Regions from separate parts of the Muntiacus reevesi genome. Here region 1 is linked to region 2. The links are chromatin contacts, called in public Hi-C maps. All regions are on one chromosome and are shown on one strand. Each heading gives the region's core, a stretch centred on a gene start, on an enhancer-like site or on the middle of the called end of the contact. The rest is flanking DNA. Distances are from core to core; before and after follow the strand shown. Region 1 holds the start of GRB2 (growth factor receptor bound protein 2). Region 2 holds the start of ARMC7 (armadillo repeat containing 7).

The links. A called contact is a pair of places that touch in the nucleus more often than the background predicts.
Region 1: a Hi-C map of blood shows a contact between it and region 2, with 6 times the contacts expected there. The contact joins the promoter of GRB2 here to the promoter of ARMC7 in region 2. A contact is called at or near these places in 2 of 3 Hi-C or Micro-C datasets (blood and muscle).

Annotation. Positions count from the first base shown.
Region 1 is chr18:6,942,373-6,945,746 of mMunRee1.1, forward strand. GRB2 (growth factor receptor bound protein 2) reads right to left here and starts at 1,753. Exons shown (of 7, transcript XM_065908994.1): 1 at 1,553-1,753; 2 at 1,149-1,264.
Region 2 is chr18:6,732,042-6,735,749 of mMunRee1.1, forward strand. ARMC7 (armadillo repeat containing 7) reads left to right here and starts at 1,302. Exons shown (of 4, transcript XM_065908837.1): 1 at 1,302-1,792; 2 at 1,890-2,033. The coding sequence starts at 1,702. SLC16A5 (solute carrier family 16 member 5) reads left to right here. Exons shown (of 6, transcript XM_065908829.1): 6 at 1-1,277.

The DNA.
Region 1 (3,374 bases), core at 503-3,002, 210 kb after region 2:
TCATCAATGGTCTAAATAAGTTTTATTCCCTTAACTGTATCAGGCTATCTTAAATCTACTGTAATACAGGGTTATCGTTGGTTTTCGTTTTGAACATTCATCACCCAGACTACAAGACAATTTAAGCCCCAAAGTGACCCAATCTCCTTCAGTAACGTGAGAGGCATAGGAAGAGAAGCGTGAGCAGGCAGAAAACCGTGATCTAAACGCGAAGAAAACAACTAAAACATAAAAACACAAGCAAGCTACACTTACGGCCTAGTGGCAGTATTGATTACTTACGGCTGAATTCAATCCTTTGAGCCGCCCAGTTCCCAGTGGGGAGAACTTAGGTCGCGCACGGCTCTCTAGCAACCCTTCTGGCTGACCGAAGGGACACAGTGAACGCTCCAAAGTAAAGGATAAACCAAGAAAGAGGGCATCTTCAGGGAGAGAAACGGGGTCTTAAATGAGGGAGAAAACGAATTATGCCGAAGAGCCCAAAACCTCAAAAAACTGTACCAGAGAGGGGACAATAAGGAGGAAGGGGAAGTAGATAAGAAAAAAACGGGGGGAGGGGGCAAGTGACTTGCATTATACGAGTAAGCATTTAGTGTCCCCAGTGGAAAGAGAGAAATAGAACGAGAAGACAACTGGGTTGCACGGAAGCGAAAGAGAGACTAGAAAGCCAAGGAGACTAATGCTAGTTTCTCTCACATGTCCTTCCCACTTTTTCCGAGAATCAGCAGTACCCAAAGAGACTTCGAGGGCACCTGGGCTCCCCTGCAAATTATACTGTTACTGTACCTGAAGCCAACCTAGGCTTAACTCCCTCAATAATAAGCTGTAACTCACAGGGTTACCATCAGACACACGGAGAGCGCTGCAAAATGAAAAATACCAGGGATTCCCTCCCCTCTCTCCTCGAAGCATTCCAGTCAACTGCTGCTTGTTTCTCTTGACACATGTTTTTTCAAATAGTGTCCCCCCCCCCCCGCCAAAAAAAAAAGCAAAACGCGACAGAAACAAAGCCATTTCGACTGGCTCCGGTAGCAAACGTCCTCACTCATAGATATAATAGGAGTGGTGGGTTTTCTCCCAAAATTCGGCCCCCAAACACCCAGAGATGGTGACGTGGTGGCCGAGCAAATCGAAGAAGCATCAATTACCACGTTCGCAACCGCCGCGAAACCCCTCGCCTCCCGGTGCCGAGTCAGACTGACTCACGGAATGAGCGCCCGGTGTTCTGGGGCTTCTTCTCCCCGGGCCCCTGCGGCGCAAAACCCTCAAAGAAAAGGCATCAAAGTCAATTAGGAACCCACCCACCCCGGCCTCCTGCGCCGCGGTCCGGGGCTCTGTCCAGGGTGAGAGGAGGAACGGTGCCCAGAAAGGAAGCGCCCCAAAAGAGGAAACGTGGAGCCCCGAGCCCGGGGGTTCCGCTCTCCCGACCTCCAGGCCCGGCAGCCCCCGGCTCGCCAGGCCCGGGCCACCCCCCCGAACCCGGGCCAACTCCCGCTACCGAAGGGGGAGGAAGGGGCACCGGGGCAGCCGCGCCACCGCCGGCCGCGCTCACCGTGGCGCAGCTCCTCGGCTTCTGGCCCGGCCGGCCCCTCCGCAGCGGTGCGAGCGGCCGCCGACCCCGCTGCGGCTCCCAGAGGGCAGTGCCTGTCCCCGCCGCCGTCACCGCCACAGTCCTCCCCGTCGTTGGCGCCGCCGCCGCCGTCCGCTCGCTGAAGCAGCACAGCCGCCTAACTTCCGCTCCTCGTCGGGGTCCCGCGAGAACTTGAGCGCGCGACCCCGCCCCGCCCCACCCCCGCGAGACTTCCCCCGGCGGAAAAGGCCCAGAGCGCAAGCGCCCCACCCCCGCCAGGCCCCCGCAGGTAGGCCGGCGACGGGCCAGGGCGCAGGCGCCGGGCCGCCCCGCAGCAGGTGGCCCCGGCCGGGCTCCACCCCCCACCCCGACCCGGGTCTTTGTAACCCTTGCGGTGCCAGAGCGGGTAAATTAGCGCTCTCTCGGAGAAACGACTCTCCTCCACGTGCTGATCGCTTCCTTTCCCCTTCCACCAAACCGAGGCAATTTGGCTGGGGGTGGGTGGGTGGGGAGGTGAGGAAGGAGGAATCTCCAGCGTGAAGCACTCAAAATAGAGGACCTAATCTTCAAATATTTGAGAGTTTGGTCCAAACAAATTCTCCAGTACGCTTGGGCTTCGCTGGTGGCTCAGCTGGTAAAGAATCCGCCCGCAATGCAGGAGACCAGGGTTCGATCGCTGGGTTGGGAAGATCTCCTGGAGAAGGGGTAAGGCTACTCATTCCAGTATTCTGGCCTGGAGAATGGACTATACAGTCCATGGTGTCGCAAAGAGTCGGACACAACTGAGCGACTTTCACTTCACAGCAAACTCTGCAGTATGAGATGAATTAACATATTCGTTCATCTGTTGAATCAAGTGCTTAATACATGCTAAGCGCTCTGCTAACCATAGAAGGTACAACAATGAACAGAAATCCTGGCCCTCAAGGAATCCAGGGTTGTAGAGGAGTGGAAGAAAAAGAAACAAATAATACCACAAATACTGTTAGAATTATTTGGAGTAACTCCGAGGAAGCTAAAAAGATGGGAGAGAGGGGTCACTGCTTTGCCCATCTCAGAAAAGCCTTCCCAGAGAAGGTGATGTCTGAGCCGACTCTTGCAGGATGTGTGGGAGTTCGCTGGAGAAGCCAGGATAAGGGCATTCCAGGCGAAGGGAACACCATGCACATACAAAGGATCGGAGGCGTTAGAGTCCTGTTCCCTGCAATGCTAAGGAGTTCAGTTGATAACCGGGGAGTGGCGGAAGATGAGGCTTGGAGGAGTAGCTATTATTTTTCAATTCCAAAAGCTCTTTGCAGTTAAAGGAGAGAACAGAGCATCCAATGGTAATGTGCTTCCTGGAAGGCAACAAAATAGCTAGAGGTGAGAATATCCAAACGTCTGATCCTATAGAGAAAACAAGCCCACTGAAATGACAAGAATGAATTGTTCTTTCACTCAGTATTTGTTGAGCATCAGCTGCTTGCCAGGCACTGTGCAGAGTGATAGATGAACCCTACAGAGCCTCTGCTTTCAGCAGTGTGTCTTCTAGAAGAGAGTTGCCTAGTCTGCAAGGCAAAACAGTTGGTCCTGAGGGCTACTGAACTACATACAGGACTGCAGAGGAGTTACTTGGTGCTCAGATTGTCAGGGAGGACTTGGTGTTTGAACTGCAACATGAAAGCAAGGAAGAAAGAGTGATGAAATCAGCCAATATTTCAGATTGACCAGAGTTTAGGATTTAGGGGGAGGAGTAATGAGAAGCAAGGCCAAGATGCACAGTTTAGGCTTCACTGACAAGTAACATCCTCTGAAAGTTTTTAAG
Region 2 (3,708 bases), core at 52-2,551:
TGATGCCATCCAACCATCTCATCCTCTCTCGTCCCCTTCTCCTGCCTTCAGTCTTTCCCAGCATCAGGGTCTTTTCCAAAGCCTTAGGGAGGGACAAGTAACGGACGATGTGATGGCCCATCAGATTCCAGAACCCACACTTGGCTGATCCTGGGATTCCTCTAGAGAGGGTCTAGAGCAGTTCCTGACCAGTGTGGGGTAGAGCCCACGTCTGTCCTGTCCCTAGGTCTTTACTGCCCCATCCAAACAGAAGGAGAGAAGCCCCCTGGCCGCCTTGGGCTGAGATAAAATACTTCCCCAGGTCGAATCAGCTCTCCTTAGAATGTGAAGGGCCTGGTGAGGAGCCTGGGGCCACTGCCCTGCAAGAAGCAGCCGGAGTTCCCAAGCCCCAGGTGTGTGCATAGGGCTGGGGCTGATCACAGGCACCTGGGCCCACCAGGTGGGGGCTGCTCCCAGTGGGGCTGTGGCAAGCTGGAGTGTGGCCGTCACTTTGTCCTTGCACAAGGCCCTTGCCCTTCAGAAACTCACAGCCTAAGCCGCTTCTATCCCCACATTTTCAAGCACCCTGGAGTCCGAGAGGGCCACCTTCCTCCCTGGTGCTCTGTCCCCTGTGCCTGTGAAGTGTGGGTCACCTGCCCCCTTCCTGAGAAACCCCGAGAAAGGACTAGATAGAAGGGCTTCAGCATTCTGGGCTACCCACAACCCAGAAAGCCACCAAAGTGGTATTTCTGGGGTCTGATGGTGCTGCCCCGGGTGCGCCCCGCCACCTGGCAGGCTCAACTCGGGGTTGGGGAGCAGAAGACACCAGGCTAACTGACTTTTGTTTTCATCTTGGCCTCGCCGCGGGCATACAGAGCCATAGTTCCCCCACCAGGGATCCAATCGTGTCCCCTCCACTGGGAGCACAGTCTTAAGCACTGAACCACCAGGGAAGTCCTCACTGGGCTTTTGGGAAGAGCCGACCAGAAGGTAGTGTCAGAAGACCCACAGAGGGGACACAAGGAGCCGACGCTCGCGTCTCCAGGGCGTCCCTTGCTGGTGGAGGGGCGGGGACTGCGGCCAAGCGCGGGGGCATCTGAAGGTGCTTCTACCCCGACAGCCTCCCACACAGGCGACTCCTGGCACCTCTGAGCTCCTAAGGGCTCTAGGGGCACGCCTCAACACAACCGCAGGCTTCAGTTACCACTTCCATCAAGAGGAGGATCGCTGCCTGCAAGAGACAAAACGCTGGAAGCGGGCAGCGTAAGCACACGCAGCTCAGCGAAAGCACACTCAGCTCAGCGACGGTCCCACCCGTTCTGCACCTCGCCCCGCCCCCAACCCATCGCCCCGCCCCCAACCCATCGCCCCGCCCCTTCCGCCCTCTGGGCGGGGCTAAGCGCCGCTTCCCCCGGAAGTCCGGGACCGAGCCGAACGACCCGCCCAGCTGGGCGCTGCCCCTCCCTCCTACGGCGCGCGGGTGGGTCCTCGTCTCCTGCTCCCCAACTTAGGTGTTCAGGCCCAATTCCTGCGAGGTCTTGAGGCCCCACCGCGTCTCCCACAGCCCAGTCTCAGCTGCAAGCTGCTGCAGAGCCTGGAGCCAGGAAAGGAACCTGTTTCCCCTCCCAGGCCCCGCGGAATCAGGTGGGGTCCTCGCCCCTGTCCCCAGCCTCGCCTTCCACACTCTCCCGCCCGCTACCCGGGGCCCCTCGCCGCCCGCGCATGGCCCAGAAGCCGAAGGTAGACCCCCACGTCGGTCGGCTGGGGTACCTGCAGGCGCTGGTCACGGAATTCCAGGAGACGCAGAGCCAAGGTGAGTGCCTCGGGGTGGGGGGGCAGGGGGACCGGGCTGGGGTCCGGCCGCGACCACCGACCGGGCCCTGGAGCCACTGCCCGCTTCTCCACCGCAGACGCCAAGGAGCAAGTGCTGGCCAACCTCGCCAACTTCGCCTATGACCCCGCTAACTACCAGTATCTGCGGCAGCTGCAGGTCCTAGATTTATTCCTCGATTCGCTGTCGGAGGAGAATGAGACCCTGGTGGAGTTTGCTATTGGTAAGAATGGGACGGTCTCCTGGGTGCCTGATGAGATAACAGTTAGAAGTGAGTTGCTGGGAAAGGGCTCTCTTAGGGCCTTACTTAGGCCGTCTCTCAGCAGCGAAGGCAGACTTTCGTAGTGTCTGTAATGCCTCTGAGGCCCACACAGCGTCCAGGTTCACAGGTGGCTTGAGTCTGCCTTGGAACCCAGGCCCAGGACCGTTTCTACTTGTCTACCTTCCCTCTCGGTTAGAGGTGAGATTATAAATGGGAATGGATTGAAGCCCCTTGGAGGGGGGAAAAAAAGTTGAGCGCTCTTTTAAAACCTCTTTATCTTGTTTCACCATCAAGAGAAATAGCAGTCACTCGGAAGGGCTTATGGCACTTGTAGTTGTTCTGGCCTCAGACCTATTGAATTATTCACCTGACAGGTGTTTGTTGGGCAGGTACTGTGTGAGCAAAGTATTGTTCCAAATGCTGGCGAGATGGCCAACAAGTTGGGAAAAAATCTTTGCCCTCAGGGAATTTACATGCTAGCGGAGGGAGACACATGGTTGACAAAAAAGCTGAGGTGCTGAAGAAAGCAGGCTGATGAAGAAGAGCAAGGGGAGAAGGGACTACTTCTGGTTTGGCCCTGGCTGGAAGGCACAGGCCAGGCTAAGACCCTAGAGCAGAAGGAGCCAGAAGGAAGGCTGATGTGGCAGCATTGTGATGAGTGAAGCCGAGAGCGGTACTAAATGAGAGAGAAGGATTTAGTGCTTCTAAATTAGAGAGCACCTCGCACCAGTTTACAGGGATTCAGATCCAGGCATTGGGTGGGAGTTTGGAGTTTATTCTGAGGGCAAACCAACATTCCTGGGACTTCCCTAGTGGTCCAACAATTAGGACTTTGCTCTTCCACTGTAGGGGCGGCAGGTTCCATCCCTGATTAGGGAACTGAGATCCTGCAAAAAGCAAACAAAACCAACATTCTTTTTTCAGCATGTGTCTTTAAAAAAGAACATTTCTTTGCATAGTGAAAGGAATCTTATCTTCATAAGGAATAAACTTAATAATTCCATTGTCACCAAATACCCAGTTAGGCAGACTTCTCTAATAGTTCCCAAGTGGACATATTTTGTTGTTTTGTATAAACTAGGATCCATGGTCTTAATCTGGTTGTTATGTTCCTTAGATCTCTTGCTCTCTTTTTAGGTAAACTTTGTATTTTAGAACAGTTTTAGAAAAATTGCGAAGGTAATACAGAGTTTCTATATATGCACACCCAGTTTCATTATTATTACCTTCTTACATTAGTATGGTACACTTGTTACAATTAATAAGCCGATATCAACAGTCCTGTCTAACTCTTTGCAACTCCATGGGCTGTAGCCTGCCAGGCTCCTCTGTCCATGGAATTTCCCAGACAAGAATACTGGAGTGGGTTGCCATTTCCTCCTCCAGGGGATCTTCCCGACCCAGGGATAGAACCTGTGTCTCCTGCATTGGCAGATGGATTCTTTACCACTGAGCCACCTGGAAAGCCCTACTACTAACTCAAGTCCGTACTTTATTCTGATTTCCTCCGCTTTCCCCTCATAACCTTTTACTGTTTCAGGAGTCCATCCAAGATACTATGTTAGATTTAGGCTCCTTTGGACTGTGCCAGTTCTAGACTGTTTGTGAATGACTTTGGCAGTTTTAAGGAGTACTG